Linked DNA regions of Anser cygnoides: region 2 is linked to region 1. A link is a contact called in public Hi-C data. All regions are on one chromosome and are shown on one strand. Each heading gives the region's core, a stretch centred on a gene start, on an enhancer-like site or on the middle of the called end of the contact. The rest is flanking DNA. Distances are from core to core; before and after follow the strand shown.

Region 1 (3,126 bases), core at 420-2,919:
CACATTATCGGAAAAGGGATAAAAAAGCTACCTGAAAACAAAATGCTGAGTCTTAAGCTAGCTACAAAGCTTTCTCCTTTCCCCTTTCCATTCTTGCCAAGATTTACGAGAAGGTAAGACACAGAGGGTGATCGCCGTGCTAGGCAAACAAAACAGAGTGAACTTGTAGACAAAGACAATGAGGTTGTTCAGTACAGTGCCTCTGGAAGGCTATTCCAGCCTCCAAATTAGAAAATTGAGCACTAGAGCTTTCTTAGAAAAGCTGGAAAGATGCAGCATACAAGCAATTGTGGAGTTGGTATAGGATCATAGAATATCCCAAGTTGGAAGGGACCCATTGGATCATTGAGTCCAACTCCAACTGGTAGATATGGTATGATGGACAAAGTGTTTGGATGTGGAATAAGCATGGGAAAAAAAAAAAAAAAAAAAAGATGAAAAAGATGAAAAAGAAGGACCTAAGATGAAAAAGAAGGACCTAAGATGATCCCTCTTACAGACACATCTCAGGCCAGAGAGGACAAACACTTCATGTTCCAGGTGAGACTTAAAAACGAAAGGATGCCAATTTGAACCAAGGTCATAGAGCTGTGAAAGTATAAAACATTTTGAAGATGTGAAAGAAAACCAGCCTGATTCTGTGAATGAAGCGGGAACATAGGCATTTGTAATGTGTGTGGAGATGGCTTTGGGATCAGCACCCTAACTGAGCCACACTAATGTCGTATTTATGTTCAACACTTTCTGTGGATAGCGATTTACCTACTGAATAGAATACATATAGTCAGTAGGCATGAAATAATAAATATTAACTGTCTATTTCTGTTTTTCTCTGGGAGCAACAAGGCCGTGCCCCCAAACACAGCTTGTTGCACTGCGGGGCTGCCAGTATGTGCTCGTAACTTCTGCAGTTAATTAATTTCATGTAGCAGCAAGTACATAAATAAAAAATTAAGACTTTAACCCAGGGAATTACCTCAGCACAAATACAGTTTGTAATGTAAAAGTTTATTTTAAGTGAAGACTTGCTTGCAAGCTCATGCCACTGCATATCCCAAAAACCTAGGACTAGGGAGAAAAGGCAGTCCATAAAGATGAAGTGAGGGAAAAAATAAACACAAACTTTGGTCTGTTGAAGGAAGGTTTATTGAAGATACTGAAGGAAGCTACGGATCGTCCTTCGAGGACATGTTTTGTCAGCAGAAATGGCATTTTTGCTCCCAGTTCTGACTTTTAAGGCACCTAATGGCCTGGGGGGAGACGGAAGCCTCCCGGTTTATTCGCCCCGGTAACACCGCCTCTCCCCCTGCCACACTTCACGGCCCTCCGAGCGCCCGGCTCGGGGACGGGCCGGCAGCACGCTGCGCTGCTGACCCCTGGCGCCCCGGGCGGGCACTGCGCCGCCCCCCGCAGCCGGCCCCGGCTCCCCCGGCTCCCGTGAGGGACCCCACGGCAGGGCGCTGCGCCCAGGGGTGCCCGAGACTGGTGGCGGCCGCAGCCCGGGCGGGCGGGAGGCAGAGAAAGGCGGCGGGCTCTGAGGGGACAACATGGCGGCGGCCGCCCCGAGGAAAACCCCGCCGCCGCCGGCCCCAGGCGGTCTGATCGACGTGCCGGCGGAGCAACTCGCCGGGCCTGGCGGCGGGCGGGGAGGCGGCTGAGGGGGAGCGCCGCGGGGCGGCGGCGGCCGCCATTTTGTAGGAAGAGCGGAGCGGAGCCGGGCGGTTCTTGGCCCCCGTCGGTCTCCGGTCCCCCTCGGTGCCCCTCGGTCCCCGCCGCCGTGTGCCTGGGAGGAGCGGGCGTCGCCGCGGGAGGCCGCTGTCAGGGCAGCGGGGGGCGGCCCCGAGGGGGGAGCGGGGCCGGGCCGGGCGCCTCAGGGCCGCTGCGTTCGCTTCTCTTGCAGGGGGAGCCGGGCCGGGGCAGCCGGGCGGCGGCGATGGCCAAGGTGAGCAACCCCCCCTCGGCGGCTCGGGGGCGCCCCCGTCTTCCTCCCCCCTTCAAAGCAGCCTTTAAAAAAAAAATAATAATAATTCTCAAGAAGAGGTCGCCGGGAGTGTCATCCTTCTCCCCTCTGAGCGCCCGAAGCGTATCATGTGTTAAGGTGAAGCCTTTAAGTTCACTGGGGTGCTTTCAGACTGAAACATAAAACATACTTTACTGATCTGGTTTGTTTTGTCACCGAGACGGGAATGTTCTTTGGTCTCAGCGGGATTTTTTACTGGGGTGACGCCAGGTATGTAAATATTTGCAGTAGTGAGCTAAATCAACGTATCGATAAAGAGTGGTAACATCTCCGCCTTAAATGAACCTGCTGATAAGGAAAAAATGTTTCTCTTGTGATTATGTGTCATCGATAATTGTTTCTGTATACTTTAATCTGTGTATACTTCAATATATGCGTTTGTTTCACAATAACTTATTTCAGTAGTGCTTTTACATGGTAAGGGAAAGGTTCAAGTGGGATCAGCAGGGTTTGTTTTTGTTACACAAATCTTTTAAACCTGCTGTTTTAGACCTAGACAGCTTAAGACCTTAACTGTAAAAACTTGATAATGTTAGTAAATTAACTGTGTGTTAACGTGTTTGAGTCGTCGTGATGTTAGTAAGATGTATCAGACACTGTATGTTTGTGTGGAGGTAGTATGGAAGGAGCAGGTATTTATTGGCTGAGGTCCTGACAGTTTGAATAGAGTCTTTATCAAAACATGTGAGTAGTACAGTTTTCTTACTTTTTTGGAAATAAGCTTTTTGGTTACATACTTAGTGGTAAACATATGGGTAAACTCCTATATGATCAAGAATACAATATTTGAGGAAGAACCCGTTTCTCAAAAACTGAAACGTTTCTCAAAATAATTTCTTTCTCTCATTGGGAAATGAAGTTTTATGAAAACACATTGACTATAGCGGGGAGCGGTTACGTTTTCCAGGGATGTGTGTTTTGTAGATTTAAGATCTTTTAAATTATGCTTTACCTTTTGGGTGTATGATGGGTTACTTTTGTTACGTGTGTGGAACTGTGTCATGAAAGTAACCCGTCTGTTTTTAAAGCATAAAAAATAGATTATGCCATTCTGTTTAATTGGGTCACCTGGATGTTTTCTTTTTTTCGCAAAAAAAAAAAAAAGA
Region 2 (3,126 bases), core at 245-2,744, 420 kb before region 1:
CCGAGAAGCTCTGGAGATATGTTTTCAACTTAGTAAAACAGGCTTACCACCAGTTTCGCTTTTTTCACATTAACGCGTTTCTTCCGAGAAGCCAGCGAAGTTAAATCTCCTTTTTCAGGTAACTGCAGGTGTGTTTATCAGGCCCGCTGGTGTGGTTTAAAACAAAGGCCCCTCTAAGAGCTGCGGGACTTATCTCAAGCTCTGTAGAGAATATTTTGACAAATATGAATACTAGTGCTGCAAATACACATTGCTTAAACTTACATCTAATCTCCAGTCTTGCCGAAAGACAAAACATTACCAACGGATGTAAATTAAGCATTTGTACAGCGGTTTACAAGAGTAAAGGCCTTGAGGTTAAAATGTAGGTGGTGAGGAGCGTGAGCGTGGCCAGACAACTTGCAGATAACAAGAGGAACACGGCGTGGATTACATCTCCTGTACTTTCCAAGCAAAGTCATTTCCTGGAGAGGGGTGAGAGGCGGGGGCGTACATCCCAACGGGGGCGTACATCCCAAATGTCTCGCCTCGCCTGTTATGCAGGGATGCGCGTTCCCTGTCTATGCATGTGAGAAGCAGCCTGTGTGAGAAAAAGCAGCCTGCTGTGGAAACTGTGCTCCTGGGGGCTCTATGGAAACCTTTTCAGGCTGAGTTTCTTCAGAGAGGGGCAGGATTCAGCTTCTGCAGGCCGCCTCTGGCAATGTTTCACTGAGACTGCAGCAGGTTTGCAAAGAAATGTATTTATAGGCACCCCAGGCTCTTGAAAGAAATGTGGCTGAGGGGTTTTGCCACCTGCAGCCCCGAGCACGTGGGGCAGTGCTTTTTCTGTTTTTTTCTGGGTCCCAGGCAGGCTTGCCCCAGGCTGCAGGTGGCAGCCAGAGGGTGAGAGCATGCCCCTGGACAGCGGGGGACTGGGGCTGCCAGCTGCGTCCCAAGGGGGCTCCATGCGAGCTCTCCTTGTGGGATGGATCCTTCAGAGGAGGCTCAGGGGAGGCCTCATTGCTGGCTACAGCTACCTGAGGGGAAGGTGTGGGGAGCTGGGGGTCGGCCTCTTCCCACAAGTAACTTATGATAGGACTAGAGGGAACAGCCTCAAGTTGCACCAGGGGAGGTTCAGGTTGGAAATGAGGAGACATTTCTCCTCAGAAAGAGGAGGCATGCCTTGGGACGGGTTGCCCAGGGAGGTGGTGGCGTCACCGTCCCTGGGGGCGTTCAAGGAACTGTTGGACGTGGTGCTTGGGGACACGGTTTAGTGGGTGACATTGGTGGTAGGGGGGCGGTTGGACCAGATGATCTAGAAGAGCTTTTCCGACATGCGTGGCTCTGAGACTCAGCAGGCGGCACCCACACCCCGCGCACCGCTGAGGGGGCGCGGAGCGGGCGGGCAGGCGCTGAGGCGGCGCCGCGTAACGGCCACGGGGGGGGGGGGGGGGGCGAGGCTTCCTAACGGCACCGCCCCCCGCGTCAGAGCGCCCGCCCCGCGCCCTACGGTGGCCGCGCTGCGTTGCGGCGGGGCTCTGCGCGGTGCGGGCCGGTCGGTGCGGGCCGGGCCGGTCGGTGCGGGCCGCGGGAGGCTCGGGGGCAGGGGGGCGGCGATGTCGGTGCGCGGGGCGCGGCCGTCCCGCAGAGCGCAGCGCGAGCAGCCCCGGCGCGGCCCCCGCCCGCCCGTCCAGGCCGAGCGCCGGGCCGGGCCCTGAGCCGCCCGCCCGCGGCCCCCGCCGCAGCCCCAGCCCCGGGGAGCGGCCGAGGATGGGGATCCTGCTCACCCGCATCTGGCGGCTCTTCAACCACCAGGGTGAGTGGCGCTACCGGCGCTGGGGCTCGTCCCGGGGCACCCCCGCGGGGCAGCCGCGCCTGGCGGAGATAAGGGGGCGATCTCTGCCCGTCTGGCGCTTGGGCAGGCTTTAATGCCGGATTGTCGTCCTTCGGGACCGCTGCGGGGGAGAAAACCCCTTCCCCGCAGCCCCCTTCCCGTACTTGGGCGAGTAGTCCCATCGAGGCCCGCGCTGCCGGGCAGGTAGGAGCTGTGGGGCACGGCCCGCAGCAGGCAGCGCTCGCCTCTCCTGGAAATCGTAAACGTGGGCGTGCTTCACGACACCGAGTCCGATTTGGGGACGGGCAGGGAGGAAGGTGCTGGGCAGAAACAGGCATCGATTCCGGCGCCGAGCTCCAGAACGCACCCGCGTTTGTGTCGGAGTGGCTCTGTGTAGCACCCGGCGGCTCATCCGCAGCTAAGCCGGGTGAGTGAGGGCTTGAAATATTCACAGGCAAATCTGTTTTCCAGGCTCCAAACCTGCCGAAGGGAAAGGAGGCCTGTGGGAGGCAGGCGGATCGCCCTGCTTGCAGGGCCAGTCGGCAGAGTTGTGCTTTTAGCGACTGTTTGAAGAGAGATTAAGGTGTTGCTGGTTGTAACAATAGCACGGCCTTGGGCAGGAGCGTTTACCGGGTGCCGGAGCTGTGCTCTGGGGAGCTGTGCTGTCAGGGAGGTGACACGGAACAGTCTGCTACGGTCTGCAAACGTGTGCAGAAACTCCAGCAAGAAAGCTCCAGCTGTTCAGAAAGGAAAAAATGTGAATGCAGTCTCTCAGGAATTGCTCCTTTAGGTATGTAGACAGGAAAAAGCGACCAGGGCATGCCTTCCCAGACTTGTACACCGGTTTGTACGTCTCCACAGACAAACTGACTTCCAGGTACGGCCGTGAAACGTGGCACCCGAAGTATGTGCTTGCTTAGATCAGGCTAAAATGCTACGTGAACCTTGTTCTGTAACAGTTGTTGTTGTGATAGCAAGGTTAACTGTGTCATTTACTCGTAATATTTTTGTTTCAGAGCACAAGGTAATCATTGTCGGTCTGGATAATGCAGGAAAAACGACCATTCTTTATCAATTGTAAGTATGAACTGCAGCTGATGTGTCGTGTGCTTCCAAGTGTCTGCTGCATACATCGTTCTGACCAGGTTTTGCTGCTTTCCCTGTTTCCTTTCACTTTGAGAGCACTATGCTTAAAACTACTGACCAGTATAGGTGGCAGTGGGTCAGAGCGTGTGTTTAGGCTTTGGAAAGGTCTGCGTTTTCCCTGATGTTTGAATAAGGTTCCGTTGAGAGCTTTTGTTAATCAAATTACA

Evidence for each region. Hi-C and Micro-C count contacts between places; a contact is called where the count stands out from the background.
Region 2: a Hi-C map of liver shows a contact between it and region 1, with 1.7 times the contacts expected there. The contact joins the promoter of ARL5A here to the promoter of MMADHC in region 1. A contact is called at or near these places in 2 of 7 Hi-C or Micro-C datasets (both in liver).

What each region holds. Positions count from the first base shown.
Region 1 is chr6:40,078,857-40,081,982 of Taihu_goose_T2T_genome, reverse strand. MMADHC (metabolism of cobalamin associated D) reads left to right here and starts at 1,669. Exons shown (of 7, transcript XM_048081015.2): 1 at 1,669-1,942. The coding sequence starts at 1,934.
Region 2 is chr6:40,494,655-40,497,780 of Taihu_goose_T2T_genome, reverse strand. It overlaps ARL5A (ADP ribosylation factor like GTPase 5A), which reads left to right and starts at 1,494. Exons shown (of 6, transcript XM_013198093.3): 1 at 1,494-1,795; 2 at 2,830-2,890. The coding sequence starts at 1,750. LOC125185017 (a long non-coding RNA gene) reads right to left here and starts at 2,117. Exons shown (of 3, transcript XR_007169831.2): 1 at 1,978-2,117; 2 at 48-201.